Linked DNA regions of Mus musculus: regions 2, 3, 4, 5, 6 and 7 are each linked to region 1. The links are chromatin contacts, called in public HiChIP or PLAC-seq and promoter capture Hi-C maps. All regions are on one chromosome and are shown on one strand. Each heading gives the region's core, a stretch centred on a gene start, on an enhancer-like site or on the middle of the called end of the contact. The rest is flanking DNA. Distances are from core to core; before and after follow the strand shown.

Region 1 (3,944 bases), core at 521-3,020:
ACTAGCTACAGCCTCTCCACGAGTCTCTAGGTCCAGCCCGACTCAGCTGTAGGGCTACAGTAGACTGAGGTAAACAGAAGCTATAAATAACCCAGGCAAAAGGGTGGCTGCAAGGGAGAAGGGGGTCGCGCGCAAAAGCCTGTCCCTGTCTCCATGGCAACTGCCCCAAACCTAGTTGCTGACGTCATCTGGCAGCCGCCAACCAGAACTGCCACTGAAAAGGGGAGGGGGGCCTGCTATGGCCTAAGACCCCCACCCCACCCCGGAACCGGGTGGAGACTACTTAGTGGCCTCACTTCCTGCCAGCCTCCTCCCTGGTCAGCTGGTCACATTCCCTGTCCCGCCGCGTTCTGGGAGCTGGACAGCCTCCCCCGGCTAGGTCTGGCTAGGTCGCGAGTCCCAGCGGTGGCGGATTGGGAACGCTCTGACTCACTCTCGCCCTCCTCGCCTGGTTTTCCACCTAGGCAGATCCTAGTCCAAACGCCTTGTGCGCTCCCCTCCCTCCCACCCAAACCCAGGCCCAGGGACTGCTCATCTCGCTCTGCTGCCCACAGGGCCCAGGACTGTGTGGGAGGTAGACGAGGGAGCCTTGGCAGTCCTTGTCCGGCTGTAGTGCTCCCAACCCCCACTGTCAATACTAGAGAGGTGGATAGTGAATTCTTGCTTCTTCCCAACCCAGCTGTGTGACCTTGAAAATGCTGCTAACCTCTCTGGCCCAGTATTTACATCTGCCAGATGGTCATACACCTTCTCAGAAGGCTGCATGTCAGTCGAATGTGCAGGTCCAAGACGCACGCAGCCACATAGACGGTGGCCAGGACACCGTTATTATTGTATTAGATTTTACACACGAGACCAGCCTGCACGCACATCAGAAATGATTTGGAAGGGCCGGTAAGAGAGGTCACACTCAGACTTAACTTAAGATAGGAGGACAGAGGGTCCTAAAAGCTGACATAGCCGGGGCTCTAGCCCTGGTTGAACAACCCCTTCCCCAAACCAGTTCTACAGGATGCTTAGTTCTGACTGTTTGCTGAGTCCCCATAGCAGCTTCCATTTCCAGGGACAGGGTCTGTCGACCGCCGCCAAAACGACCTTCTCCAGCTTCAGCTTCGGTTTGGGTGGAGAGTGTGGCCTCGGGCAAATTCAGTCTTCAGTCACCTCGGGCCTGGCCCCAAAGCAGCTTAGGTCGACCAGGGCCAGGAACACTAGCTAGCTCATCTAGGGGGTCTCCTGCACCCTGTCGCCCCGTTCCCATTCCCAGATCAGCCTCTGCCGCACCGCAGGCTCCAGGATAAAGCCAATCCCAGGCCCAGAAAGGCGTCTCAGGCTCGCCCTCGGGCCTGCCCACAGTGGAGCCCCGGGGCACTGCCGTGGCGGCCTGGGCGCGGAAGGGAAGGGAGGAGGCGGCGGGCGCGGCAGAGCCGGAGGCGGCGGCTTTTGTGGGGCGAAGCTGCGTTCTCCGTGCCCGGGGTGGGGGTGGGGGTGGGGAGAAAAGACACGGCGCGATCCGGGTCGCGAGAACGGGGTGAGGCGGGACCCGGTCGCAAGTCCGGGAGCCGATGGGCGGCGCGGGTGCAGGACGCACGGGATCCACAGCTCGCCCCTTCTCCCCGCCACGGCCTTAGGAAACGGCGCGGACACTCACATGGCTGCGCTGGGCTGCAAGGACCTCGCGCTGTCGGTACTCTCGGCGTTGCCCGGCCTGCTCGCGCTGCAGCTGCCGCTGTCGCCGCGGCCGGCGCCTGCCCCTCCCTCCTCTCCGCCGCCCCGCCCCGCCCCTCTGGGCCCCACCTCCTGCGCTCCCCTCCGGCTCCCGCACCCCGAAGGGGCGCCCACAGCTCGCTCCGCCTTCGCGAGTTACCCGGCAGAGTGGTCTGCCTACCGTGTCAACCAGCTTGTGGAAAGGGAGAGCGAAGGGAGAGCGAAGGTGTCTGCGGGAACCGGACAGCTTCCTGGGAACTGCATGCAGACCTTAAATCTGGGGTAGGGGGCGCTAGGGAACCCCTCCTACTTGCCTCTTACCCAGATCTCTGCAGCTCTAAAGACCTCAGGCTCCCTTCCTGTCACCATAAACAGGTTCTTGGAGCTGACACGGAAAGTTGGGGTGGTTGGAGGAAGTGCTTAGGGTCTGGAGAGGCTTAGATAAGGGAACCAGAATCTGGCCTAACCGTCGCACACCTTCTGGGTTGAAGTTCTGCCCCTCATCCCTTCCCACTTTTTCAGCCAGCCTCAGTTTCCCGCTGTAGGATCAGAGAGCCTTTTCGACAACGTCTTCCTTATAAATAGGGCTCATAGCTAGGCCAGGCAAGCGTGTAACCACTCAGCGGGTACTGCTTTCTGGGGAGTTACAGATTTTGTTTCTGGGATATAAGTGACTAACCTGGTAAGGTCTGGGTATGCGTACTGGGAACATACATTGGCCATGGGGGTCAAAGGCAAAAATGAGTTATGGTGTAACAGAGAGCTGGCCTGACCAACAAGCTGACTCCAATCCCCTACCCCTCCCATTATTAACCAGATGCTATTAGCTCTCTCCAACCCCCTGTCCCTATCCTCCACCTCTTGGCGTTCCTGTTTCCTGCAACATCTCATCTTTTGAGGTAGGTCAGGCATACTCAGGGGTGGTCTGATGGATTTTAAGAGGTGCCTGAATTTCTGAGCCTGACACTGATCCTGAGCGTAGGTCTCAACAACCCGATATGGTAGGATTCTGGAATACCAACATCTTCATCCCCCTAGGCTCTTTCCAGAGACACCCTCAGCCTCTTTCTCAACCCTCCAGGCTTTTCCCCCAGAACACTTGCTTGTTCCAGAGCCCTGGATGCCCTTGTGAATGCCCCCATCCCTTTCCCAGGATTTTTTTTTCTTTTAAACACAGGGTCTAACACTATGTAGCCCTGGCTGTTCTGGAACTCTCTCTGTAGAGCAGGCTGGCCTCAAACACCCAGAGATCACCCAGAGATCTACCTGCCTCTGCCTCCCAAGTGCTGGGATTAAAGGCATGCGCCACCACTGCCGGGCTCTTTTTTTTTATTTTTTATTTAATTTATTTAGTTTTATTTTATGTGCATTGGTGTTTTGCCTGCATGTATATCTGTGTGAGGATGTCAGATCCCCTGGTACTGGAATTACAATTGTGAGTGATTGGCCTGTGGGTGCTGGGAATTGAATCCAGGTTCTCTGGAAAAAACAGCCAATGTTTTGAACTGCGGAGCCATCTCTCCAGACCCCCCTCCCCAGAACTCTCAAAACTTGTCGTCCCTGGACCTCTGGCTAGCTCTAAAGCTTCCCCCTTCAGCAAAAGATTCTTCAAGTACTTTTTCGGCAGATGACCTCTTCTCTTTTTTTCTCGGTCAAGTTTCTGACCAACTCCTCTCAGACCTTGAATCAGGACCAGGTAGCAAGCAAGCCACCTGCATGTAGGGAGGGGCCCTGTGCGTGAGTTAAGGAATCTGACTGTGGTATCTAAGCATTTTAGTGCAGAGATCAACACTGTCCTGGCTCCTAGTGGGAGTTTTGAAGGACAATTTGTTGAATGAAAGAGTGAACGAGCCAGTATCAGTAACCTGCTCTGTCAACCCTCCCTCCCCTCTCTTCTTGCCCCACCCCAAACTTCCATTCTTTTCTTGACTCTTCTGGGAATCAAATCCAGGAGCAAGTGCTCTCCTACTGAGCTACACTGTCTGTCTTTGGTCCACAGAGACGGGGCCTTGCTATGAGACCAGGCTAATCCCAAACTCACACTATTCCTACTTCTGCCTGCTACGTGCTAGGATTGAGGTTGTATGCCACTGTACCTGGTTCCTAGTCCTCCAGGCTGTGCACACTTGACATCTTTAAAATGCATTATCTCCTCTTCTCTCCCACATTACCAATGCTCTGTCATCCATCCATTCACCAGTGAATATTCCTGAGCACCAAGAGTTGGGAAATGTGCTGGT
Region 2 (3,944 bases), core at 477-2,976, 510 kb before region 1:
ACTGGGGAGGCAGAGGCAGGCGGATTTCTGAGTTCGAGGCCAGCCTGGTCTACAAAGTGTGTTCCAGGACAGCCAGGGCTACACAGAGAAACCCTGTCTCGAAAAACCAAAAAAAAAAAAAAAAAAAAAAATGTTTATACCACCATATGCAGCATTTTTTTTATAAGGCTACAACTACATTGTTTTTCTGGAGATATATACTCACTTGATATAACATCAAATATTTCTTCACTGGATCTAGAAATTAATTTTGCTTTTTTTGTTTTTGTTTTGTTTTTCGAGACAGGGTTTCTCTGTGTAGCCCTGGCTGTCCTGGAACTCACTCTGTAGACCAGGCTGGCCTCAAACTCAGAAATCCGCCTGCCTCTGCCTCCCCAGTGCCGGGATTAAAGGCGTACGCCACCACGCCCGGCTCTAATTTTGCTTTCTTTTTCTTCTTCTTTTCTCCTTACTTGCTTGCTTCCTTCCTTTCTTCCTTTTAGACAAGGTCTCTTTATTTTATAGCCCTGGCTGTCCTACAACTCACTATGTAATAAACCAGGCTGGCAGCGGTCCATCTCCCTCTTCCTCCCAAATGCTGGGATTAAAGGCATATACCACCACACCTAGCTGAAACTAATTTTTCTTACTGCATATCCCAGGGTGGTTCTGAACCCTTTGCTATATATTCCCAGTCTACACAGCATTCTTTATTAGTTCTTTCAACCTTTAAAAGTCTTCATCATAAATATGTTTGAAGGCTGATGATTCATGTATGTAGCCAAAAGAGGTCCTAGCATTTCGGTTAAAGGAACAATTCAATACTACCTACCTTCCTATAACCCCTAGTAATTATATATATCATTGATGGATAATAAATGGAGTAATTATGTATATCATTGATGATATCCTCACCCTATTGGTTACATATGACTTCCTTTATTATTTAAATATTAATTGGATAAACACTATTAAATATTAAATATAAATTGAATGAATATTAAATAAAATTATTAAATAAATATTAAATAATTATCTAGGGCCAGCAAGATGGCTTAGAAGGTACTGGCCACCAAACTTGGTTACTGAGTTTGATTCCTGAAACCTCTATGGTTGAAAGAGAACTGACTTCTATAAGTTGTTCTCTGACCTCTACAATCATTCCCAGGGTCTCTCCTGTCCATACACACAAGTATATAAAAATATAATAAAATATTTATATAAATATAATAAACACCAGCGAAACCACTATCCAATAAATGCATGCACTAAACACTGCCATATTATCTCTCTACTCATCCTCCATAATAGTCTTCTACACCCCTGACAAGTAGCCATGTGAATCTTGTGTTTATTAATTCTTTACTTTTAAAAGACATTCGTTAACCCAGGCATTGTAGCAGACATCTATAATTTCAGCATTTGAAATGCCAGAGGTAGGACAGTTATGAATAGATAATCCTGGGCTATAAGCATCACTTTTTTTTTAAAAGATTTATTTATTTATTTAATGTATGTGAGTGCACTGTTGTGCTCTTCAGATACACCAGAAGAGGGCATTGTATCCCAATACAGATAGTTGTGGGCCAACATGTGGTTGCTGGGAATTGAACTAAGGACCTCTGGAAGAGCAGTCAGTGCTCTTAACTGCTGAGCCATCCCTCCAGCCCCCTATAAGCAACACTTATATAGAGAGCTGAAGCAGCTGAGTGGTATCTAGAGCGTTAACTGTCAATCAGCACCTGCCCTACATTCAGGGTCAGCATGCTGTTGCACAGAGCCAGCAAGTGGCAGTGGCAGTGACAGTCTCACCACAGCAGCTGTTTGAACTACATTAAATGTGCAGCCTCTTCTCTGAAGGAAGAGCTGCAGCTGTGCTGTTAGTCTAAGAACAAAGGAAGACAATGGGAGGAAAAATTAGAGGACAATTTTAACAGAATTTAGTTAGTTCAATCACAAACTAAAGCAAAGAACCACTAGTCTAGTTATCTAGTTTTACAATACCACAGAGGAATTTTAATCCAGTAACATGGCTGCTCTGGCAAAGGACCACACATCTTTAATCCCTCTGGCTGGAATACAAACATGCCCTTAGTGCACACCTTTAATTCCAAACAATGAAAGTAAGGTTAGTATGCAGAAGGAAGCAGTGGTGTTTGAAGGTGACTTCTCTAGTTGGAGGGCAGTTCTGTAAGTTCAGTCACTTAAGGCTGGTGCTCTGCACTGTGCAGTGGAGTGGAGTGGAGTGGAGTGGAGTGGAGTGGAGTGCAGTGGAGTGGAGTGGAGTGGAGTGGAGTGGAGTGGAGTGGAGTGGAGCGTGTTTTTGAGTTCAGTTCAGTTGGTGCAGACGAAGCAGTTTTACAGAGAATGAGGAGCCAGAAGATTAGATAGGTTTCTAGAGTTAAGTTTGAGGTCAAGCAGAACAATTCAGTCAGAAAGCTGGGAGAAACTAGTTTGAACCAGCTGGTCAGACATCAGAACGAGCTAGAAAGGGTGAGCTTATTCAGCAGTAAACCTCCAAGACAATAATTACTTCAGATGAGTAAAAGATACTTTTACACAATAAAATAATCTCAATTTAAAAGTTTAAAACATAACCGAGTATTTCTATATGTTATAAAAATCATGTTTTAATATATATCAATTGGTCCAAAATCTAAAGCATAATGCAGTATAACATACAGGTTTTTTTTTTCTCCCCAAGTATTTTTTTTCCCCAAGACAGGGTTTCTCTGTGCAGCCCTGACTATCCTGGAACTCACACTGTAGACCAGTCTGGCCTTAAAATCATAGAAAGACTCAAGAAAAAATTCTCTCCTGAGCAGACAAATGGGCCAGGTGTAAAAGTACACACCTTTCATCTTACCTAGTTCTTGGGATGCAAAGGCAGGTGCCTCTCTACAAGGCCAGCACTCTTTATAGAGTGAAATCCTGTCTTAAAAAAACAACAGAAGGACAGCCAGGGCTACACAGAGAAACCCTGTCTCGAAAAAAAAAAAACCCCAAAAAACAGAACAACAACAACAACAAAAGAATTTAAAAGCCAGGTGTGGTGGTGCACGCCTTTAATCCCAGCACTCAGGAGTCAGAGGCAGGCGGATTTCTAAGTTCCAGGACCGCCAGAGCTATACAGAGAAACCCTGTCTCGAAAAACCAAAAAAACAAACAAACAAACAAAAACAAAACAAAAAACAAAACAAAAAAACCCAGAAATTCACAGAAAATTCAAACAAGAAGTCAAGTTACAAATGGCTGGAAATTTGGCTCTACAGTAACACACTAGCCTAGAATATGCATCTGAAAAGAAATTCACTGGAAGAGTGAACAGCTCAGTATCTGCGGTGCCCAGAGTACTGTTGACTTCCCCCCAGTTATAGCTCGACACCAATCAACTCTCCAATGCATGGCAATGAAAAATTCAATAGCCAGTCTGTCTTCTATGATGCTTCAATCTGGGAATGTTTTGTTAGTTTTTTAGATTGTGGGTCCCCCCCACCGCCCCCACCCCCGAGACAGGGTTTCTCTGTCTAGCCCTGGCTGTCCTGGAACTCACTTTGTAGACTAGGCCGGCCTCGAACTCAGAAATCTGCCTGCCTCTGCCTCCGGAGTGCTGGGATTAAAGGTGTGCTTCACCATGCCCGGCTCTATGGATACCTTTAACAAAGAGCTCTTATCATCCACATCACACTGAGCTGCAGCTATAGTGGTACAAGAGCTAAGTCTAGAATAAACAAATCTGAATCTAGCCTGTGCTCTACTGCAATAACTATGACTAGTGTGACACTGTAGGCAGACCACCTGCTCATAAGTAGCAGAAATGTTAAGAACTGAATCAGATAACCGGAAATAGACAATAGAAAGATGCTACTTTGAATTGCTCTAGTTTACATATACATTTTATGTTTACAACACAGACCTGGGATATCTCCCTTGTGTCTTTGAAAACTATCCTCTAATGTACCATT
Region 3 (3,944 bases), core at 555-3,054, 390 kb before region 1:
GCTTGCTGCCAGCTTTGGCATTCTGAGCTTGGTCTCTGAGACATGCATGATGAGAGCAGAGACCCAAGCCCTTCCAGTTCTCTGACCTCCACACCTGTAGACACACAAAGAAATAAGTAAATAGATGTTGTAATCTGTTGCAGTGGCGGGAGAATTAGCTCTATTGGTAAGGACGTATGAGCGTGTGGGCCTGAGTGTGGATCCCTGGTACACAGGCAAAGAGTCAGGCACAGCAGCCTCTCACCCTGAACTGGGGAGGGGGGGAGGGGGGGGAGAGGGTGGAATCTCTGGGCTTGCTGGCCAGTCAGGGTCGCTGAAGTGATGAGCTTCAGGTTCAGTGAAACCCTGCCTCAAAAAAGATAGGGAACAATGAAGAAGATACTTTTAAGTCATCACCTCTCTCTCTCCCTTCCTCTCTTCAAGATTTTATTCTATTTATGTGTATAGATATTTTGTCTGGGAATCAAACCCGGGTGCTCTGGAGGAGCAGCCAGTGTCTTCAGCACTAAGCTCTCTCTCTCTCTCTCTCCAAGCCGTATTCTTTATACCCTTCAACTTCCTGGGGCTTATTAAGAACAGAACAAGCGGGGTGCTCGGCCCGCACCTCACTCTCTTATTCCTTTGTCCTCTTACCTCTCCTCTCACTTTTCTCTTTCTCTTTCTCTTCTTTCCTCTCTTCTCTCTCTCTTTCTCTCTCTCTCTTTTCTTCCTTTCTACCTTCTCTCTTTCTCCTGCATTTCTATAATAAAGCTCTAAAACCAAAAAAAAAAAAAAAAAAAAAAAAAAAAAAAAAAAAAACAAAACAAGTGTGATATTTACCCTCAAACCCACAATGGTGACAGGGAGACCGGAAAACCTGAGAGTTTCTCTTCCCCTTTGTCAACTTGGCCCGCACGAAAGTGGCAGTGGGGGAGGGGAGGGAAAGGAGCCAGGTCTGAAGCCAGCAAAGAACACCTTGGTGTGAAGCACAGCCCCAAAGGAATACGCGGTCTAGAGTGGGCCTACCAATGAAACCTACTTACTAGCTATAGCAGGCAAGGACTTACTTACTAGCTATAGCAGGCAAGGACTTACTTACTAGCTATAGCAGGCAAGGACTTGGCTACTTTTAGCATAGCACTACTACAGGCAGCGCACACTAATGTACAGTCCCGAAAACACAAATACATCGTCCTGGGTAGTCCAAATTTTCTGCCTCCTTATCGAAGAGTTTGCTCATTTCCTTCTTAAATTCAAAATATATTTATTCATTTGAGACAGGGCTCGCTCTGTAACTCTATCTGGCCTACTCATTATGTAGACCAGGCTAGCCTTGAACTCACAGAGATACACTTGCTTATGTCTTTCAAGTTCTGGGACAAATGTTATCATGTCCAGACTCCATTTCCTTTTTGAAAGAGGGTTTCTTGACATCTCCAAGTCCCCATGCCTCCTGAGGAAGGTTGCAAAAACTGGATCCTCTCCAGTGGGGGCCAGGGGTCAGAACAGAAAAGGTTTTTTTAATGGAGTATAAGCATAGACCCTGAAACTGCCTTAAGGGATGGGACTTCTACAAAAACATACATGGCCAGTGTGTGTGTGTGTGTGTGTGTGTGTGTGTGTGTTTGTGTGTAGTATGGGGGGGGGGAAATGTGTACATGTATGGTATGTGTTTGTGTGTGTGTTATATGTGTGGTGTCTGTGTTATATGTGTGTGTGTGGTGTCTGTGTTCTGTGTGTGCATGCATGAAGCCAGGGCTGATCCTGGAGAAAGCAGAGAGGGTAAGGGCTCAGGCTGGAAACAGGGTGGGGCTTGTAAGGACAGGAACTAAGTCCTTGAGGTTTCTGGGAGAGCTCTGGCCTCAAGAGCCTCAGACACCAGGCGTGGAGCCGCTGGACACAAGTAGCAGGTCTGAGGGCTTATCCATCTGCCCTGGCTTCCACACTGAGGTAGGAGGTCAGCCTGCAGCCCCAGGAGGAAGGTGCTGGGATGGGGGGCTCTGCTGCCCTGGAAGGTATTCCATGTCCTTCCATCTCTCTAGCTGACAGACTTTTGTTCCTGTGCTACTAAGTATTTCCCTGAAGCACTCAGGTGCTTACTCTCTTCTTACCTCACATGATCAATAGGAGAGTCCTGGGTGGGCACAGCATCTGCTGAGGAGGGAGACCAGTCCTCACCTTGAATAGGGCTGGGGCATGCAGGTGTGTGTTCCTAATAGTTCCCAGTTGCTGGCTGGAGTCTTCAGAGGATGGTAGATAAGGTGGAGAGGTCAGTGTGTCTCGGTACTTGTGTCCCTTGAAGAAGTCAGGGAAGGCTGCAGGTAGTCAGGGACAAGATGTGGTCTGCAAAGAGCTAGAGGCCCTTTCACTGTGAAAGAAACACCACGGGTCTACTTTCTTGGAGAACAGTCCCTAGTCGCAGCTAGGAATCACCTGGGTTGGTCCCTTGGGAACAGTAAACAGGGGGGACATTGGACAAAAGAAACCTAGACAGAAGCAGGCCACGGAAGTGCACTTCAAGACGGGGATAGTAGGTCTGTAGCTCCCCCTGGCGGATGTCATGCACCTCTTTCCCGTACAGCGGCTGTTTGGAATCTGGTGACCTCAAACCTCTTCTCACCAGACCTGGTCTGTGCGTGGCTTAAATTGAGGCTCAGGATTATATCACTGCCTTCTGTCCTTCTCAGGCTTTCGCGACCCTCATCCGTGCCGGCTTGCTCCGCCCTGAGCAAGATGTCGCTCACGGGCCTCAAGGGTCATTGGGTGCTTGGCCATGGGCTTTCAGTGTTCCTGTTGGTGCTGCTGCTGTTAGGGCCTTCACAGCCTCTAATATGGACCCAGACAAAACCAGGCTTCTCTGGTGCTTCCACTACATCAAGCATCCCCAGAGCACTCACCAAGCCCGACATTTCCAGCATTCCAACCACTCCTGGCAACCCCAATTTCCCAGACCTGCGAGATCGCGCAAGAGCTCTGATGCAGGAGTTCCCGCTTATAGATGGGTGTGTAAGGATGGCTTGGGGGCGGCCAGAATGAAACGGGGTTGAACATACACCTGGGGTGCAGAGGGTTCGGAGCCTGCTGTACTAATAAAGGTCCTCTCCTACTACCCACCCCTAGATGCTGTCTCCTATCAGCAGTGGGTGACCTCTTTCTATCACTTCTCTAGTGAGGAGTCCCAGCCCAGCCCAGGTTTTGGGGGATCTCAGTATGGTCTAGGTAACGATGGTAAGGATGGGAGAAGCTGTCAGAAATACGTTCTGCTAGACTTGGAAACCAAAGGGGCACAGTGTGTGTGTGTGTCCAGATTATTACAGAGCTCATTAGAAGTAGCCTAGACTGGGCTGGTGAGATGGCTCAGTGGGTAAGAGCACCTGACTGCTCTTCCGAAGGTCTGAAGTTCAAATCCCAGCAACCACATGGTGGCTCACACCCATCCGTAATGAAAAAGTAGCCTAGACTAGACTGTCCTGAAACTTTAAATGATCCTCTTGCCTTAGCCTTCTGACTGCTAGGATCACAGGCAGAAGTACTCAGCCAATTTTGTTTGACCTAACCTCTTTTTTGACTCTTCTACAGCCACAATGACATGCCTCTTGTCCTGAGACAATTTTACCAGAATGGACTACAAGATGCTAACCTGAGAAACTTCACCCATGGCCAGACCAGCCTGGATAGGCTTAAAGATGGCTTGGTGGGAGCCCAGGTACACACACACACACACACACACACACACACACACACACACACACACACAGAGAGAGAGCTGCTGAGGAAGGTTGAAGAAATTGGTGCCCCAGAAATGACAATTTAGTCAGATGGGAACTCAGTTACCATAGTGACAAAGAAATTAAAAAAAAAAAAAAAAAAAAAGCCCTAATATAAGCCTGTGGCTAGATGGGTCAGATTCATTACATGTGGCCTTTAAACCCACAAGTCTGTCCATTGTAAGGCCAAGGTAGCTC
Region 4 (3,944 bases), core at 946-3,445, 360 kb before region 1:
ATATAGACCTGGCCTGCCTCTGTCTCTCTAGTGCCAGAGAAATGGCTGGACACTTGGGAGCCCTTGCAAACGCTTGCAGAGCACCAGAGTTCAGCTCCCGATGCACATCAGATAACTCACAACTACCTGTAACTGCAGCTCCAGGGGAGTTGACACCTTTGATCTTCCAGGGCACCTGCACACACACATACTCACACCCAGACACACATGGAAACCGATAATTAACAAGAAAACATCCAGGCATTGCGGCACACATCTTTTATTCTAGCACCTAGGGACTGCCTGTGAGGGCAACCTGGTCTACATAGAGATCAAAGCCAGCTAGGGCTACATAGTGAGACTCTCTGGGGGGGGGGGGGAAAGCAAAAAAGAAGAAGAAGAAGGAGAAGGAGAAGGAGAAGGAGAAGGAGAAGGAGAAGGAGAGGAGAAGAAGAAGAAGAAGAAGAAGAAGAAGAAGAAGAAGAAGAAGAAGAAGAAGAAGAAGAAGAAGAAGGGAAGGGAAGGAAGGAAGGAAGGAAGGAAGAAAGAAAGAAAGAAAGAAAGAAAGAAAGAAAGAAAGAAAGAAAATAACTTAAAAAAAAGAAAGAAAAGAAAGAGAAGAAAAGATGGGGCCTCTGTGTGTGTGTGTGTGTGTGTGTGTCCAAAGATCTTCAAGTGTTGTTCCTCAGTAGACACCCACCTGTTTTTTTGTTTGTTTGCTTCTTTGGTTTTGATTTTTGGACTGACTGGGGTAATGCTATTAGTTATACCTTGTATCTTTTTTTGGAATATTTATTACTCATAGCTTGTATTATATTTCTTCTTGCTCAGTTTATTTTTCAATTTTAAAGGTAAATTTAAATGTGTGTGTGTGTGTGTGTGTGTGTGTGAACCCTGGTACAGTCTGAGGGAGCTGGAGGGCATCAGATCCCCTGGAGCTAGAGACATATGCAGTCATAAGCTACCTGATGTGGGTGCTGGGGACTGAACTTGGGTCTGGGGCAAGAACAACAAAAGCTTGTAACCAGTGAGCCTTCTATACAGAGAGTGCAGGATAGGAGATGCAGAGCCGAGAGCACGCGCGCACAGCTGGAAAGCAGTTAAAGGTGCCAGAAAGAGAGGGAGGCCGATTGCAGCCCGGAAGAGCTGACTGGGAAGGGTTAGTTGTTGAGCTGCTTCAGGGAGGTCCTAGCCGAGCGGCCCACCCAGGCAGTTGGGGCTGGCGGGTGGCAGCAGAGGGCGCGGATTCTAGAGTCAGCCCAAATTCTAAAGGCTACACCAGAAAGGGAGAAAGAATGGAGATAGAGCAGAAAGATGAGCCCTGGAGCTTTCTGATAGGAAGGAAGCGGGGTGGGGTGGGGGAAGAGGCCAAAAGAACAACTCAGAAAGATAAAAATTCTCAAGTCAAGGCGACTAGGTAAGTTATCTGAGTGTGAAAGAAGTTAGCACCAAGAAAGGAAAGGACTCGGGTGCAGGAACCTCCAGGAGGTGAGGTTATGAAGGAGCAAGTTCAAATGAGATAACTGGGCTATCCCAAAGTGTCGATGAGGGATGGGCCGGTGTAACCTCTAGCGAGGAGGGAGCGGACTCCTCTAGGAAGGGCATACGATCTTCAACCACCTGCTAAGGGAGAGGCTGCAGCGAGCAGAACTGAGGGAGAGACCGTAGGCTACCAAAGTCCTGGAGAAGCGTTAGAGAGAAATGATGGTAATGGAAGAGTATGTATGTGAGGGTGATGAAAGACTTGAGGAGGTTTGGGGTGGTCACTGTGACATTGACCAGGTCCTGCTAGCTTTCCCGCTATGGAAGAGTATGTATGTGAGGGTGATGAAAGACTTGAGGAGGTTTGGGGTGGTCACTGTGACATTGACCAGGTCCTGCTAGCTTTCCCGCTAAATAACAAAAAGTGACTGAGAGCTAATTAGATTCAGGGAACAGAGCCAGTGCACCCTGCGCCCCGTCTCACCATCATAATACCCCTAAAAGTTAAAATACTTTCCCTCACTTTATTAAGTATCGCATTTGGGGCTCAGAGAGGGCAACCCCTTACCCAAAGACACACAGGAACCCTACCCTCCAGCAGCTAGAGTACTTCGTTCCCGGGGTCCTCTCATCCCCCCTCGGGGAGGAGCCGACCCGAGCCCCTCCTGCTCCCCGCCCCCGAGGGGCGGCCCGGGGGGCGGGTGGAGGAAGTGAGCGCAGCGGGGTGGAATGCGAGCGGGCGGGGCGGGCCAGCCTGGGGCGGCGGGGACTGCCGGCTGGAGGCCGGGACCGCGGGCCAAGCGCGCGCGATGCCTCACTTCACCGTGGTGCCGGTGGACGGGCCGCGACGCGGCGACTATGACAACCTCGAGGGGCTCAGTTGGGTGGACTACGGCGAGCGCGCCGAGCGGGAAGACTCGGACGGTGAGGGTGCGCCCGGCGGGGGCTGTGGCCGGGACGGGGGGCATCTACACGGGACTCGCGCCTTCGGACCGCGCGCGCAGACGTCCATGCAGGACTCCACTTTTCTTGCTCCTTGCGCGCTCAGACCGATGAGTCTTTTTGGTCCGGGACTCCCGGGCTAGGTCGTCCTCCACCCACTCCCAGCTCCTCCCCCGAGGGCCGCGGGCGGGGGCTGCAGACGTGGCCGCCTTGGGAGGCCGGGTAACGGGCTGCCTTGCTTAGGCTGGCGCCGAACGCGCCACGGGTCTGGGTCCAATGGAAGCCTGGATTGTAGCTTCCTCACTTTCTGTGAATCGCCCCCATCCTCTTGAGTGTCACCCTCTCTTCCTCTATGACTCACCGCCCCTCTCTTGTCCTTTCCCTACCCCTGCCTCCTTGCACACTGGCCCGGTAGGAGCAAAGGGTGTGCTCGCTGAAGAGCCTGTGTTGGCCTTGGTCTACGTAGATCTGTGCGTATCATGGACACCTAGGGAGCAGTCACACGGGGCCAGGCTTGTCTAGGCACTGTACATGAAGCAACTCGCTTTAATCCTCCCAACCTCCCCCATGGGACAGGTTCTGTTACTCGCACTTAGGAAGGAGTGAAGGGCGGTGGGGAAGAGTTATGTAACTTGTTCCAGTGGGATTCAAACCCGGATATGAGAATGTAGTGCCTTAACCTAGGTATCAGGGCTGGTTATAGAGGTAAACCCTTTCTCCCTTCCAGTGCCCCATCTCTCCATCTTCCACCCACGGAGGCTCCTCACACTTGGAATGGGAACGGTCCTGGTTATATGTGTCTGTCTGTATAGCTGTCCAGGCATGTGTAAATGCACGTGTGTCGCTGAGTATCACAGGGTCAGGTCAGGACGTCCTTATGGCTACTGTTTCCAGGAAGGCTGCCAGTGATGAGCCTGGTGCTATGATAACAAATGCCTGTGATGTCTGAGGCTGACCGTGATAGAAAGGTGTAGGAAATGTGTGTTGTGTCTGGTGATGGTATCGGAGGCTATCTGATAGGTCTGTGATGGTGACATGCTTGAGGGGTAGTCTGTGCTTCATGTGAACGGTGACTGAATGACCTGCCTGCCATGTGGACATACAGGCCAGGGGCATGGACTGCAGATGTCACGGAGATTTGTCAGGTTTCACAGCTGTGTGTAAGTAACCCTAGATCCCACATCCCCTGCTGCCCCTTGCCTGGTCCAAGGTGTCGGAACCATATCCCTCCTTCCCTGGGACTGGAAGGATGTCTGTCCCTAGATGATGTACTGAACTGCATCCTGGAGATTAGCCTGGACCAATGGGCAGTACTGAGCCTTTTCTTTGGCTCCGCCTTGGTCCCTCACAGGTTGATAGGAGTAACCTGGAGCTATGCTGGCTGTTGGCTGTGCCCTGCCAGATCCCTCCAGGCTAGGCCAGCTCCTCCCAACCCCACCCCCTTCTTCTCTTCCTATTTACTTTTCGGCCAGATTGTGGTGTGTCTGTGGCATGGGGGACACCCTGCATCCGGGTGAGTGATTTTGCTTCTTCTTTGTAGA
Region 5 (3,944 bases), core at 549-3,048, 330 kb before region 1:
TGTGGACCAGGCCCAGCTCCCTGTCCCACCTTGTTCTCCCCTGTCCTAGGTGACAACCAGGGCATCCCCATCCTGTCCAACATAAAGCTGAAAGAGGAGCAGCGCATAACCACGACTTCCCCCTGGATGCTCCCAGCCCCTCACGTGTGGCCTGAAGACCATGTGTTCATTTCCACACCAAACTTCAACTACACCGTCCAAGACTTTGAGCGTTTTTTCACAGATCTGCATTTTGAAGAAGGCTGGCACATGTTTCTTCAGTCTCGTGACCTACTGGAGCGCCTCCCCGCACCTGGTGTAGAAGTATATTGTCTCTACGGTGTGGGCAGACCCACACCCCACACCTACATCTATGACCACAACTTCCCCTACAAAGACCCCGTGGCTGCACTCTATGAAGATGGGGACGACACCGTAGCCACCCGCAGCACTGAGCTCTGTGGCCAGTGGCAGGGCCGCCAGTCGCAGCCCGTACATTTGCTGCCCATGAACGAGACAGATCACCTCAACATGGTCTTCAGCAATAAGACACTGGAGCATATCAATGCCATCCTACTGGGTGCCTACCGCACTCCTAAGTCGCCAGCTGCCAGCCCAAGTCCCCCACCCCCTGAATAAAGACCTAGCTGTTATAAATAAGTGCAGGGTGTTTGTTATGGGTTAAGGGGAAGGCACTACTAGGTTCCTTAGATAACCTGCATCACCTGGCTGATGCATGCTTGATCTGGGCTTAGGGGAACACGGGGTTCAGTGGGCTTTGCTAAGGCCCCAGACTGGACTGACTTTGAGATATGTAAATAGATTTTCATTGTCCTAGTTGAGCTGCTCAGGAAGCTTGCTCTGTGGCTTCCTTCTTAGGGGCCCAGGACAATATTCAGATCTGGGTATATGGCTGTTAGAATGGGGACACAGAGAAATAGGATTTGAAGTCGACTTTTGAGTTCTGGTTGGATACAGAAATTTATAATAAAGCATGGTGGTGCACGCCTTCAACTCAACACTTGGGAGGCAGAGGCAGGCAGATCTCTGTAGGCCACTCTGATACACACAGTTCCAGGACAGCCAAGACCACAGAGATTCTGTCCCCAAAACACAAACAAATAAATAGAATTTAAGATATTGGGGCTGGGGATTGTTAATGTAAGAACTTGGATTCCATGACAGCCGGAGCTATACAGAGAAAACCTGTCTCGAAAAAACAAACAAATAAATGGGGCTAGAGAGATGGCTCAGCGTCTGTTGAAAGAAGCTGTTTTTCCAGAGGACCCTGGTTCAATACCCAGCACCCACATGGCTGCTCACAAGTGTCTGTAACTCCAGTTTTAGGGGAGCTGACACCTCACACAGACATGCAGGCAAAACACCAACGCACATAAAATAAGCCATAAAAAAATTAAAAAATTAGGGCCACGTGGTGGTACACATGCCTTTAATCTTCTCATCCAGGCCAACCTTGTCTACAGAGCTTATTCCAGGGCAGACAGGGCTACACTCAACTACACTGAAAAACAGTTTTTCAAGCGCCCCCCCCCCCCAAAAAAAAAGTTTAGGATCTGAAGAAAAGACAGTTCATCTAAAGAAGATTTAATGTGAGACATTAGAGAGAGAGAGAGAGCAAGCACTCAGAAGTTAAGAGCATTTTTTTGCACTTGGAGAGGACCTGAGTTTGGTTCCCAACGCCCACGTGGTGGCACGCCCACATGGTGGCTCATGATCATCTGTAACTTCAGTTCCAGGGAATCTGATGCCCTCTTCTGACCTTGGTGGGCATGTGGCATGCACATACCACATTCACTCACACACATAACTAAGCCTGCAAGGGCTTCATTTCTACTTACTTTTAAGGGGTTATGTGTGTGAGTGTTTTACCTGAATACATGTATGTGCCTGCAGTGCTCAGGGGGTGTCAGCAGAGATGGGAATGGAGGATCTAAGGCGCACCATAGGTCTGGCAAGGAGTGTAATAGCCCCTTCCTCAAGTTATCTGGGACTAGCAGCAAAGACGAAAGTGAAAGAGAAGATGCACACAGCAGCCAACAGCCTCTGAACTAGGGTGGGGGTGAAAGCGAAAGTAGGAAGCGTCCGGAAAAACCCCACAGAAGCCAGGACAGACGCCTCTGCTCCCCCTGGCTGATCCACTCATCGAGACCCCCGCATTCTCACTTGGCCTTCCTGCGAGATGCTGAAGCAGGCAGTGGAACCCACAGGAGGCTTCTCTTTCGAGAACTGCCAGAGGTGAAAGGGGAGTGGAGTTCTAGTCACGAACTGCTGGTGCCTTGTTTTATTGGTGGAGTGGGGGAACCCTATGTTGGGTGACCAAGTAGGGGCTTAAGCCAGGAGATGAGTAGAAATGGGTTTGGGGACCGGTTCAGGGACCCTCCCTTGATGCAGAACTGAAACGCGAGTCACCCCAATGTTTCCAGGAATGCGTCCTTGGAACACGTCCTTCCGGGACTTCGGGTTCCTCATGCACGCAAGACCGGGACTACCATCGCGGGGCTTGTGTTCCGAGTAAGCGGGGTGATAAGGGCTGGAGGGCTAGAAGGGCAGCCACTGCGGAGATCAGGTGGGCATTAAGGCTGGGCTCTGCCTCTGCAGGATGGAGTCATCCTGGGAGCGGACACGCGGGCCACTAACGATTCGGTTGTGGCGGACAAAAGCTGCGAGAAGATCCACTTCATCGCCCCTAAAATCTAGTCAGTATGCCCCGGACCAGTCCCCATATTCAAACATAAGCTGCACTGTCGCTCACTCCCTACTTTGTCCCTGCACGTCCCTGTCCACATCCACCATCCCTTTGTCCCTTAGCTGCTGTGGGGCTGGAGTAGCTGCGGACACTGAGATGACTACGCGGATGGCAGCTTCCAAGATGGAACTACATGCGCTGTCCACCGGCCGTGAGCCTCGGGTGGCCACGGTCACCCGTATCCTGCGCCAGACGCTTTTCCGGTGAGCAAGTGGGGCTAAGATGACCCCTAAACGGGGTATCTGCAGGTGGGTGGAGTTGACAGGAGGCGGGACGTGGAGTGGGGGGGAGCGGGGCTGCGACCTGCAGGGAGACCGGAAGAAGACAGACCAAGCTGAGTTCCGGAAGAGGCAGCGTCAATTGCAGGACGCCAGGCCAAAGGAAGGGGTGGGACTCAGACCAAAAGGCAGTGTAATGGGCGGGGCCTGTCTGCTAACATTAACCCTGCCTGCTCCTCCACAGGTACCAAGGCCACGTGGGGGCATCACTGGTCGTGGGCGGGGTTGATTTGAACGGACCTCAGCTCTACGAGGTGCACCCACATGGTTCCTACAGCCGTCTGCCCTTTACTGCCCTTGGTGAGCTCTTCCACCCTTTAAATCACACGAATCCTGCTCCTGCAACCCCACCTTCAAGGTTTGTACCTCCGCAGCTAACAACTGACTTCGGATGCCCCTTCCCACCTGCAGGCTCTGGTCAGGGTGCAGCCGTGGCACTGTTGGAAGACCGGTTCCAGCCAAACATGACGGTGAGCGACTTCTTCATGCTCACTGGCGGGGAGTGCTGAAAAACCCTAGCCAAGTATAGAAATAAGAAAGGCTTGTAGGTGTGAAGGGGACAACTGAGTAGGGACTGAGTAAAGTTGAAGATGGGAGGGCCAGTCAGGAACCAAGCTTAGACCACAGAGAGAAGCAGAAGCTCACAACGGATCATTACTGAAGGAAGAGGTAAATGATGTTTGAGATTGGACTTGGGAGTGGGATAGAAGTAAGTGACTATGTGCTTCAGAGATAACTAAGGCCCAGAGAGAAACACGTGACAGACTGGGTGGGAAGACAACTTGGGGGGGGGTACATGTAAGCAACACTGAGAAGTTTGTACAGAGGACAGTGAGTGGAGGGCACACAGTTTTGGAGGAGAGGGGGTCAGAAGCCAAGGGACTGGAATTTTCAATGGATGGAGAGAAAGGAGGTTGAGC
Region 6 (3,944 bases), core at 870-3,369, 320 kb after region 1:
TGGAACTCACTCTGTAGACCAGGCTGGCCTCGAACTCAGAAATCCGCCTGCCTCTGCCTTCCTCCAAGCTGGGATTAAAGACGTGCACCACCACGCCTGGCTCAGGCCCAAAGATTTATGATTATACATAAGTACACTGTAGCTGCCTTCAGACAAGCCAGAAGAAGGCATCAGATCTCATTACTGGTAGTTGTGAGCCACCATGTGGTTGCTGAGATTTGAACTCAGGACCTTCGGAAGAGCAGTCGTTCTTTCGTCAGCCTCCACCAGGCCTGGCTTATCTTGAGTGTTATGCTCTTGGTGGTGTGCAGAGAGGACAGACATACATGCGGGGAATTTTTACTCTTTTAAGAGCTCCCCTCTAAAACAAAATAAAAGGAAGAATAACTTAACTTGAGGTTACATTAGAGGCAAGTCCGCTGGGCATACTCTTCCTAGCCTTACAGAATACCTGAGCCCTTCATAAATTCAGAGCCGCCCTTTCCGCCCCAGCTCCCACCAGACACTGTACCACAAGGTGGCGCCAGAGTGGATGAATCCTAGAGGGCCATGCGAGCCTTGGCCTTGGTCCTGAAGTCACACTTTTTGGTCCAGATCTTCGGTCTCGGTCCTGCTGCCGGACGGGGAAGCTTCCGGGGTCTTAGCTCCAGTGGAAGCTGCGCTGGACGACGTACAAAGGAGGATCTGCCGCCTGGTTTTGGAAGTACTGCAGGTTGAGCTCCAGGTGAGGTCGCCATCCCAGTCTAGATTGGTAGTGTGAGGGAGAAACACGGTCTATTTATGGTGGCCTCTACGGGATCCGGATCATTTCCCTAGCCCTGTCTGTGCTATGCTTTCCCTAGCCCCTGTTCTCCGCTCTGCCCTCGCGCCGGTGGCTATTGAGTTCTGAGTTGCTAGATGGTGTGTGTGAGCAGACGTCGCACTTCTGCCAGGACTTCTGGCGCGTACGGAAGCCTGGTGTTCAGGTAGGGCGAGGAGAGGAAAGCTGGGGAAGGGGTTGTGCTGGTGGGACCCTATATTCAAACTGATTACTGTCCTGCAGCTGCTGCTGGCAGAGGCGGAACGAACCGTGGTGTTACAATACCTAAGGGCTCTGATGCAGGGCCGCCTAGTGTGCCGCGGTACGGACGAGCGGAGCCAGGCGGCTGAGCGACTTCGGCAGGATGCTGCCCAGCTCAAAGAGCTTTTCCTTGGTTTGGTGAGAGCTCATTGGGAGGGCAGACAGTCGAGGATCTCTGTAGTTGGGTGGGAGCCGAGGGCCCGCTGGAAACCCTGTTCCCATGTGTTCAGGGCCTGGAAGAGAGCGCTCACTGCGCGCCCGTCCTGCTCGCGCTGAGGGAACTGCTCAACCTCCACGACCCCACACTGCTTGGCCTCGAGGTGGCAGGCTTGAGGCAGCAATTTCCCGACGTGAGGTGCGAGGAAGGGGACAGGGGAGGAACGGCCCAGGAGGACGAGGGAGGGCTGGGCTGACGCACGTGGTGGTATTCCTGCAGCGAGGATCACGTCTCTGCCCTCTTGGACCTGCGCGGAGACGTGTCCCGAGAGCATCGTCAGGCAGCACTCAGTTCGCTGCAGGCGGGTCCACCGCCCTCACCGTCCACTGGCCGCCGGGCGCTCTTCAGCCTGGTACCGACGCCTACGCCCTCCCTGTCCTCCTGCCTCCCTTCAGGTCCCTGCTCCTGACACCCATCTGTTTGCGTAATAAAGCCACGTCTACGACACGTCTGAATCTATGTGTTGGGGGCGCGCCGGTGAAAGCAACAGTGCAATTAGGGGTCCGTGCACAGTGGTACATCTATAATCCTGGCTGAATCCTAGTATTCTGGCAGCATCTCACCTATGCAGACATCTGCTCTCTTTGTGGACTGCGTGCCCCGAACCCTGGGCTCCCGTGGAGTACTCACTTCCTATGTATCTACTACCGGCAAGCAGTAAATGGTTTCATCGCCCTCGCCAGTCGCTTTAGAAGCGCGGAAGTTTGAAGAGGGGGAAGTCTAGGACCAGACGCGGTCCAGGGGCGCAGGGTGGCAGCGAATCCCGCCCCTCTTCGCACGTTTGGCTCCGCCCACAGCGAGCTTAAGCACGCCCCCTACGGCGGAGACGGACGTGGCCCTTGCGTCTTCGTGTGAGCGTGCGCGCGCCCGAGTGCGCGTGTCTTTGGCGCGGGCTTCCATGGTCTCGGCGGCCAGCGATCGGCTTTGAGGAGCAGGAACTGCGGGCAGCAAAAGAGGCGTGATCAGGTGGGGGCGCGGCACGCGGACCGAACCCCTACCCCACTCCAAAAACCGAGACTAAATATGACTAAGACTTCACCCTTCTTGATTTACCAGGGAATTCCCCCAAGTCCATTGTCTCCTAGCTCCGCCCTCCATTGGGCACGCCCTTCACCCTGTCTCACGCCCTTTATTTGTCTTCAGGGCACGCCCTCCCAGAGCTCTTGGTTCCTATTGGTTGTTTTCCCACGTTATCTCTTTCCAGGGGTTCTTATTGGTGTGGGCCACACCCTCTCATTTGTCACCAGACCCCGCCTTCAGCAGTCAGGGACTCCAGCCTCACCCTGAATTCATTCATTCTGCAACTAGTGAGTGCGTGGGACGAGAGGGTGAATCAGACCCTTCCTGACCTCGGGGAGTTCAGGGCACGGTGGGGAAATATGGATCTAGCCTCCAGCCATGACAGCCTAGGGCTGTCAAGAAGCCATCAAGACCCTGGGACCCTTTACACATCGGGAAGGCTTCCCAGAGAAAGTGAGGCCTAAACCGGGCCCTGAAAAAAATGGTTAAGAGGTTGCTCCAGGGACACATTGGCAAAAGAATTCTTGGCAGAAGAACCTGAGACGTGAAAGAAACAGGTGAATTCTGGTAATTACGTGGAGGTAGGTGGAATGAACGAAGGGAAAATGGAAGAACTGGCCCATATAGTGGTCAGTAGACATCCAGAAAAGTATACAGTTTGAGGGTGAATGAGATCTGAGACTAGAAGTCATTTTTTAAGCAGCCGATCACTAGGTAAGGTGGAGGAAGACTCCGAGAAGGAGGAGGATGCCGGGGTGGGGGTGGGGGGAGTCTAAACAGGGTATCTAAGTTTGCGAAAGGAATGATTATAGTATTTTTGCTTTAGAGGTCTATTTTTATTATTTCTGGGTATGGGTATATGCATGTGCCCGTGGAGGCCAGAAGAGGGCCTTGGGTCTCCTGCAGCTGGAGTTAGCCTGCGTGGACACTAGGAACTGGATTTGGGTTCTCAGGGAGAGCAGCAAGTCTCTCCAGCTCCATGATTTAGTTCTTACAAGGACTCAGGTTCATCCATGGATCACAGTGGATTACAGTGCTGGATCAGGGACTGTTCTGGGTTCTGGAAGCACAGTTGCACATTATAGAAAGGAAAACCCAGATAAAGCCTTCAGATCTGCCATGCAGACAGTGAGCTAGCTGCAGTAGACTTCAGAGACAGCAACAACTACAGAAAAAGCTTAGTTCCAGGAGAGAGAGGAGGTTTGCTCTTTTGTAGAGATTTGCTAGTGCTGACTTTCTTTTATTCTTCTTTCCCTTTTTTTTTTCCTCTCTGTTTAAAGCTTTTAAAGACAGGTATTGCTGCATAGCCCAGGTTGGCCTGGAATTCACAATTCTCTTGTTTCAGCCTCAAGTGCTGGGATTACAGACATGTGCCACTACATCTGACAAGCTTTTCTTCTGTTTTTAATTTTTTTTTTATTAAAACACTTCCATGTAGTTTGATCATGTTTTTATCCACACACCCAAACTCCTCCCAGACCAACTTTCTCTCTCTCTCTCTCTCTCTCTCTCTCTCTCGTGTGTGTGTGTGTGTGTGTGTGTGTGTGTGTGTGTGTGTGTGTGTGTATGTCTAGGGCATCTCTTCTAATATGATATTTATGAAGATTTTTAAGAAAGTGACAAGTGACCCATGCTATTCTGGGGTGT
Region 7 (3,944 bases), core at 874-3,373, 300 kb before region 1:
CCCCCGATTCTATCTAGAACCAACAGGAGAACCAACTCTCACAAACTGTCTCCAACCTACCTACCTACTCACCGACACGAGTGAGCACACACATACACACAGGGAGATAGACAGATGGACAGGGAAGTTTTCTGGGGCTAGGGGTGTACCTCAATAGAACATTATTGGCATATATTTAGATCTTTCAAAGTCTTTCCAAGGTATGGGCAACGATCCATAACAGGAGTCTACAAGGCCAGTAGCTTCCAGGGGCAATAGCACAAATCTTCATCCAAGAAGTACAGTAATATCATTAGCTTTGCTTTCTTAATTTCAAGACAGGGTCTCACTCTGTAGCCCAGGCTACACTGACTGATGAACTCACTATAGAAGCAGGACTGACCTCAAACTTAGAGCAATCCTCCTGCCTCAGTCTCTTAAATGCTGGAATTACAGGTGTGCACAACTATGCCCTGACTGCATCATTTTCACAATTTTCTGAAAAGGGGACACAGCTCAGTTGTTAGAATGCAAAATGCCCAGGATCAATCACTGTACAGGGGGAGGAAGGAGACTTAAAAAAAACTTTAAAAGCACAGATTTCTACCTCATATCTTGTTTCTTTCTTATTTTTTGTTTTGCTTCATGAGACAGGGTCTCACTCTGTAGTCCTGGCTGACTTGGTACTCGATATGCAGTCTGGGATCATCTCAAGTACCATGGTAATCCTGCTCCTTCTGCTTCGCAAATGCTGGGGTTACAGCATTTAAGCTACCATACATTGTAAGCTGACCATGTAGCTAAGTGAAAAGGGTTCAGGCCCTGAGTTCAATTTCCATCAACGAAATCAGCAGAAAAATAAAGTGAAGACTCCCCCCACCCCACCCCCAAGACAGCCTCACTATATCAGACTGTCCTTTAACTTTTGGGCATCCTCCTGCTTCTCTCTCAGGAGTGCGGTGATCACAGGCATGCACCACCAAACCAGGGCTTTGGAGTATTTTGTTTTTGAGACGGGGTCTCATATAGCCCAGGTTCGTCCTAAATGTACTATGTAGCCTAAACTAGCCCTTATTGATCGGAAGTGTAGTCTACCACATCTAGAGAAGAGTAAAACTCTTGAATTTGTATCTTGAAAAAAAATACTTCAAGATGTCACTGTTTGCTGTGACTATCTCAAAATGCTGGCCATGACAGATGTTCCCCCAAGGCTTAATCTGTATCTATTCAAGTCAGTGTCCCGATAGCTTTAACTAAACACTACTACTGTGTGAACGCAGGAGACAGTTTTCCAAGGAAAAGACATTGGTGATAGATTCAAAAAGACACAGGTTAATTTCCTCTACTGGTGAGTGAGGGTGGAAATGAACGGAAGTTTCACAAACCGAGAAAGCAGCTATCTGAACCTCGAGGGTATGAAACCACAGAGTTAATAGGAGGCTCACATGCCTCAACAAAACACTACATAATCGCAGTACAGACGTGCCCAGGCGTTCTCTGCAGGGCTAGGTAGGCCACATCCGATTATGATAAGCTTTGAATGCTGCAGGCTACAAGGTTTAGTTTTTCCCTACAGTGACTAAGGAGGCAATTTTAACGAGTGATTTTTCTGGTGCGAATTATACACGCAGCAGCTTCAGAGGACTGAGCGGGGCTCTCCTTATAAGTATGACAGGTTTGCCTTGCAAGCGACCCAGCTGGACTCTGGCCCTTTTTCCAGCCAGTACATGGAAGCGATCGATGGCCCCCGCAGGACCCTGGCGTTCAGTCGCAAGGGAAGGGTGTGGAGTAGGCGCCGCACACAACAAGGTTAGATCAACCTGACCCGCGCTGGACGCGGGACGGCTGGGCCACAGACAGGCAGATGACCAAGTCCATCGGGCCTAACGCGGCAGGAGGTTTCGAGGCCATGCCTGGGGACCGCGGGTAGCCACAGCCCGGCCTGCTCCCCAGCCCACAGGCCCCAGTGCACGGGGACCGAGGGCTCGGAGTCGCGCCAGGCCCTGGCTGCGCCCGCGGCTGAACTCGCAGGCCCCTCACGCCGGTCAGGCCGAAGCCCCGAGCCGGAAGGCCTCACCTCGCGCGGGCGGCGGGCTCTCCGGAGTCTCGGCGGCTCAGCCCACCGTCTCCCAGCCCAGGCCACGGGCGCCGCCGCCATCCTCCCGCGTCAGCGTGGTGGCGTCATTACTGCGCGCGCCTGACGCCAAAACAAACTTGGGCGGCCAAGGGACGGAAGGGAGGCGGAGCCTCCAGACGCGAACGCAAGTGTGTGTAGGGGGGGGGGGGGGTTCGGAGTGCCTGCCAATCAACGTCTTCGGGGCGGAGCAGAGCTCTTTTCCAGGGGTGGGTCTGTTTGCCGCTAGACACCGCTGGGGAGCCATTTGTGGAGGGAAAAGTTCTGGGAAAGGTAATGACCGAGAGAAATGGAAAAAAAATGGCAAGATTCTTCTATAGATGAAGGAGTTCTTGAAGGGCAAGGGAGTGTGTCATCACGCCAGGGCTAATTTTTTTTAATGTATTGATGCAAAAACAAATGAATCACGAGATTTATAACATAAAATAAAAAGTAAAAAAGATTGTTAATGTATTGATGCAAACACAAATGAATCACGAGATTTATAAAATAAAATAACGAATAAAAAAGATTGTTACCAAGCTTGACATGGTGGGCACATTCCTTTAATCTCAGCACTCAGGCAGGAGGATCTCTGAGTTCCAAGCCAGTGTGGTCTACAAAGCTAGTTCCAGGACAGTCAGGGCTATTACAGAGAAACCTGTCTCAAAAATAAACAAAGAAGCTGGACGTGGGGGCACACGTCTTTAATCCTAGCACTCGGGAGGCAGAGGCAGGCAGATTTCTGAGTTCGAGGCCAGCCTGATCTACAAAGTGACTTCCAGGACAGCCAAGGCTATACAGAGAAACCCTGTCTTGAAAAAAAAACAAAAAATTAATTAATTAAAAAAATAAAGATTTTTTTTTTTGTACTAACACACTAGGTTTTGAAACAACTTTTACTTTTTTAAAAAAGACAAAACATCGTTAGCCTGTAATCCTAGTACTTTGGAAGCAGCAACAAGAAAGACTTTAGTTTGAGGCTAGCCTGGTGTATTTATTAAGGTCCTATCTCAATAAAAAAATTCATCAGTGTGTTCCCACATGCCTATAATCCTGGCACTCAGGAATTTAAGGGGATATTGCAGTGAGAGGTTTAAAAAAAAAAAAAGGCCAGGTTATAGAAGTTATAAGTTTTCTTGGGATACAGATTAAGACCATCTTTCAAAATGGCAGCAATGAAATTTGTTTCTCAAAGGGTTATGGGATTACTAAAAACATGAACTTTAACCCAGCCTGGTGTGATTTGGGAAGCAGAGGGGGGACCTCTGAGTTCAAGGCCTGCATGGTCTGTCTATAGCAACAGGATACCCAGGGCTGCTGCACAGGGAGACCTTGCCTAAAAAAAACAGCATGAGGAGGGGTGATACCCAGAGTAGGGCTTCCCCTTCTCAAAAGAGACAGGGAAAGTGGATGGGGGAAGGACCTGTGTGACTGATTACTGAGAGGAAAGGAAGGGGTGATAAAGTGAATAAATAAATAATTTTTAAAGGTTTATTTTTTTTATGTAAGTACACTGTAGCTGTCTTCAGACACACCAGGAGGAGGCGTCAGATGTCATTACGGATGGTTGTGAGCCACCATGTGGTTGTTGGGATTTGAACTCATGAACTCTGGAAGAGCAGTCAATGCTCTTAACTGCTGTGCCATCTCACCAGCCCAATAAATAATTTTAATAACAACAAAAAAGGAGCATTGATTTTGGGGCCAAATCTGGGATCAAATCCAGCTCTGACATTTCCACAGTTATATGAATTCTCGGGGAAGATGTCACCCTCAAGCCTTTCCATACGAATTTCCTATCCTTATATTTACTATGAACATATTGTAATCATGATTTTAGTCTCACAAT

Evidence for each region. Promoter capture Hi-C pulls out the DNA fragments that hold promoters and counts their contacts. HiChIP or PLAC-seq counts read pairs in DNA pulled down with a chosen protein or histone mark. Capture Hi-C pulls out chosen DNA fragments and counts their contacts.
Region 2: an H3K27ac HiChIP or PLAC-seq map of extraembryonic endoderm stem cells shows a contact between it and region 1, with 5 times the contacts expected there. The contact joins the enhancer-like site here to the promoter of Ripor1 in region 1. A contact is called at or near these places in 2 of 39 promoter capture datasets (cranial neural crest and pre-B cells), 1 of 15 datasets of contacts at CTCF or cohesin (large pre-B cells) and 5 of 115 datasets of contacts at active chromatin or transcription factors (double positive thymocytes, embryonic stem cells, extraembryonic endoderm stem cells and 2 more).
Region 3: a promoter capture Hi-C map of pancreatic islet shows a contact between it and region 1. The contact joins the promoter of Dpep2 here to the promoter of Ripor1 in region 1. A contact is called at or near these places in 4 of 39 promoter capture datasets (cranial neural crest, frontonasal cranial neural crest, pre-B cells and 1 more), 2 of 15 datasets of contacts at CTCF or cohesin (large pre-B cells and pro-B cells), 1 of 484 Hi-C or Micro-C datasets (embryonic stem cells), 13 of 115 datasets of contacts at active chromatin or transcription factors (the 230-238 cell line, astrocytes, bone marrow-derived macrophages and 6 more) and 4 of 9 other capture datasets (adipose tissue, embryonic stem cells, liver and 1 more).
Region 4: an H3K27ac HiChIP or PLAC-seq map of epiblast stem cells shows a contact between it and region 1, with 2.7 times the contacts expected there. The contact joins the promoter of Slc12a4 here to the promoter of Ripor1 in region 1. A contact is called at or near these places in 9 of 39 promoter capture datasets (the C10 cell line, cranial neural crest, fetal liver and 5 more), 1 of 15 datasets of contacts at CTCF or cohesin (large pre-B cells), 1 of 484 Hi-C or Micro-C datasets (embryonic stem cells), 19 of 115 datasets of contacts at active chromatin or transcription factors (astrocytes, bone marrow-derived macrophages, embryonic hindbrain and 12 more) and 2 of 9 other capture datasets (liver and macrophages).
Region 5: a contact with region 1 is called in a promoter capture Hi-C map of pre-B cells, with 7 times the contacts expected there. The contact joins the promoter of Psmb10 here to the promoter of Ripor1 in region 1. A contact is called at or near these places in 21 of 39 promoter capture datasets (the 3T3-L1 cell line, 3T3-L1-derived adipocytes, the C10 cell line and 14 more), 2 of 15 datasets of contacts at CTCF or cohesin (large pre-B cells and pro-B cells), 22 of 484 Hi-C or Micro-C datasets (B cells, the C10 cell line, CD4 T cells and 11 more), 22 of 115 datasets of contacts at active chromatin or transcription factors (the 230-238 cell line, the SCID.adh cell line, bone marrow-derived macrophages and 14 more) and 5 of 9 other capture datasets (adipose tissue, embryonic stem cells, liver and 2 more).
Region 6: a contact with region 1 is called in a promoter capture Hi-C map of embryonic stem cells. The contact joins the promoter of 4931428F04Rik here to the promoter of Ripor1 in region 1. A contact is called at or near these places in 1 of 39 promoter capture datasets (embryonic stem cells), 1 of 484 Hi-C or Micro-C datasets (CD4 T cells) and 1 of 115 datasets of contacts at active chromatin or transcription factors (extraembryonic endoderm stem cells).
Region 7: a contact with region 1 is called in an H3K27ac HiChIP or PLAC-seq map of extraembryonic endoderm stem cells. The contact joins the promoter of Pskh1 here to the promoter of Ripor1 in region 1. A contact is called at or near these places in 11 of 39 promoter capture datasets (the C10 cell line, the HPC-7 cell line, cranial neural crest and 6 more), 1 of 15 datasets of contacts at CTCF or cohesin (large pre-B cells), 4 of 484 Hi-C or Micro-C datasets (B cells, the CH12 cell line, embryonic stem cells and 1 more), 28 of 115 datasets of contacts at active chromatin or transcription factors (the 230-238 cell line, the SCID.adh cell line, bone marrow-derived macrophages and 20 more) and 5 of 9 other capture datasets (adipose tissue, embryonic stem cells, liver and 2 more).

The regions. Positions count from the first base shown.
Region 1 is chr8:105,603,055-105,606,998 of GRCm38.p6, reverse strand. It overlaps Ripor1 (RHO family interacting cell polarization regulator 1), which reads right to left and starts at 1,770. Exons shown (of 22, transcript NM_001081241.2): 1 at 1,649-1,770.
Region 2 is chr8:106,110,508-106,114,451 of GRCm38.p6, reverse strand. The region is part of intron 9 of Nfatc3 (nuclear factor of activated T cells, cytoplasmic, calcineurin dependent 3); the gene reads right to left. Among named protein-coding and RNA genes, the nearest start is that of 1810019D21Rik, 23 kb to the left of the region's middle. Within about 2 kb of position 1,726, at least 29 of the 459 cell types and tissues checked have an H3K27ac peak or open chromatin away from gene starts, as enhancers often do. A contact at or near this core is called in double positive thymocytes, embryonic stem cells, extraembryonic endoderm stem cells and 1 more, where this site is marked.
Region 3 is chr8:105,989,633-105,993,576 of GRCm38.p6, reverse strand. It overlaps Dpep2 (dipeptidase 2), which reads left to right and starts at 1,804. Exons shown (of 11, transcript NM_001301204.1): 1 at 1,804-1,929; 2 at 2,667-2,981; 3 at 3,559-3,685. The coding sequence starts at 2,713.
Region 4 is chr8:105,964,366-105,968,309 of GRCm38.p6, reverse strand. Slc12a4 (solute carrier family 12, member 4) reads left to right here and starts at 2,195. Exons shown (of 24, transcript NM_009195.3): 1 at 2,195-2,385. The coding sequence starts at 2,271.
Region 5 is chr8:105,936,246-105,940,189 of GRCm38.p6, reverse strand. It overlaps Psmb10 (proteasome (prosome, macropain) subunit, beta type 10), which reads left to right and starts at 1,798. Exons shown (of 8, transcript NM_013640.3): 1 at 1,798-2,235; 2 at 2,424-2,511; 3 at 2,599-2,696; 4 at 2,809-2,949; 5 at 3,209-3,324; 6 at 3,436-3,494. The coding sequence starts at 2,180. It overlaps Lcat (lecithin cholesterol acyltransferase), which reads left to right. Exons shown (of 6, transcript NM_008490.2): 6 at 50-639. The coding sequence ends at 618.
Region 6 is chr8:105,287,703-105,291,646 of GRCm38.p6, reverse strand. It overlaps 4931428F04Rik (RIKEN cDNA 4931428F04 gene), which reads left to right and starts at 2,119. Exons shown (of 8, transcript NM_028888.2): 1 at 2,119-2,243; 2 at 2,482-2,878. Exoc3l (exocyst complex component 3-like) reads left to right here. Exons shown (of 14, transcript NM_177788.5): 10 at 595-724; 11 at 843-965; 12 at 1,043-1,198; 13 at 1,291-1,415; 14 at 1,497-1,724. The coding sequence ends at 1,686.
Region 7 is chr8:105,898,653-105,902,596 of GRCm38.p6, reverse strand. It overlaps Pskh1 (protein serine kinase H1), which reads right to left and starts at 2,123. Exons shown (of 3, transcript NM_173432.2): 1 at 2,057-2,123.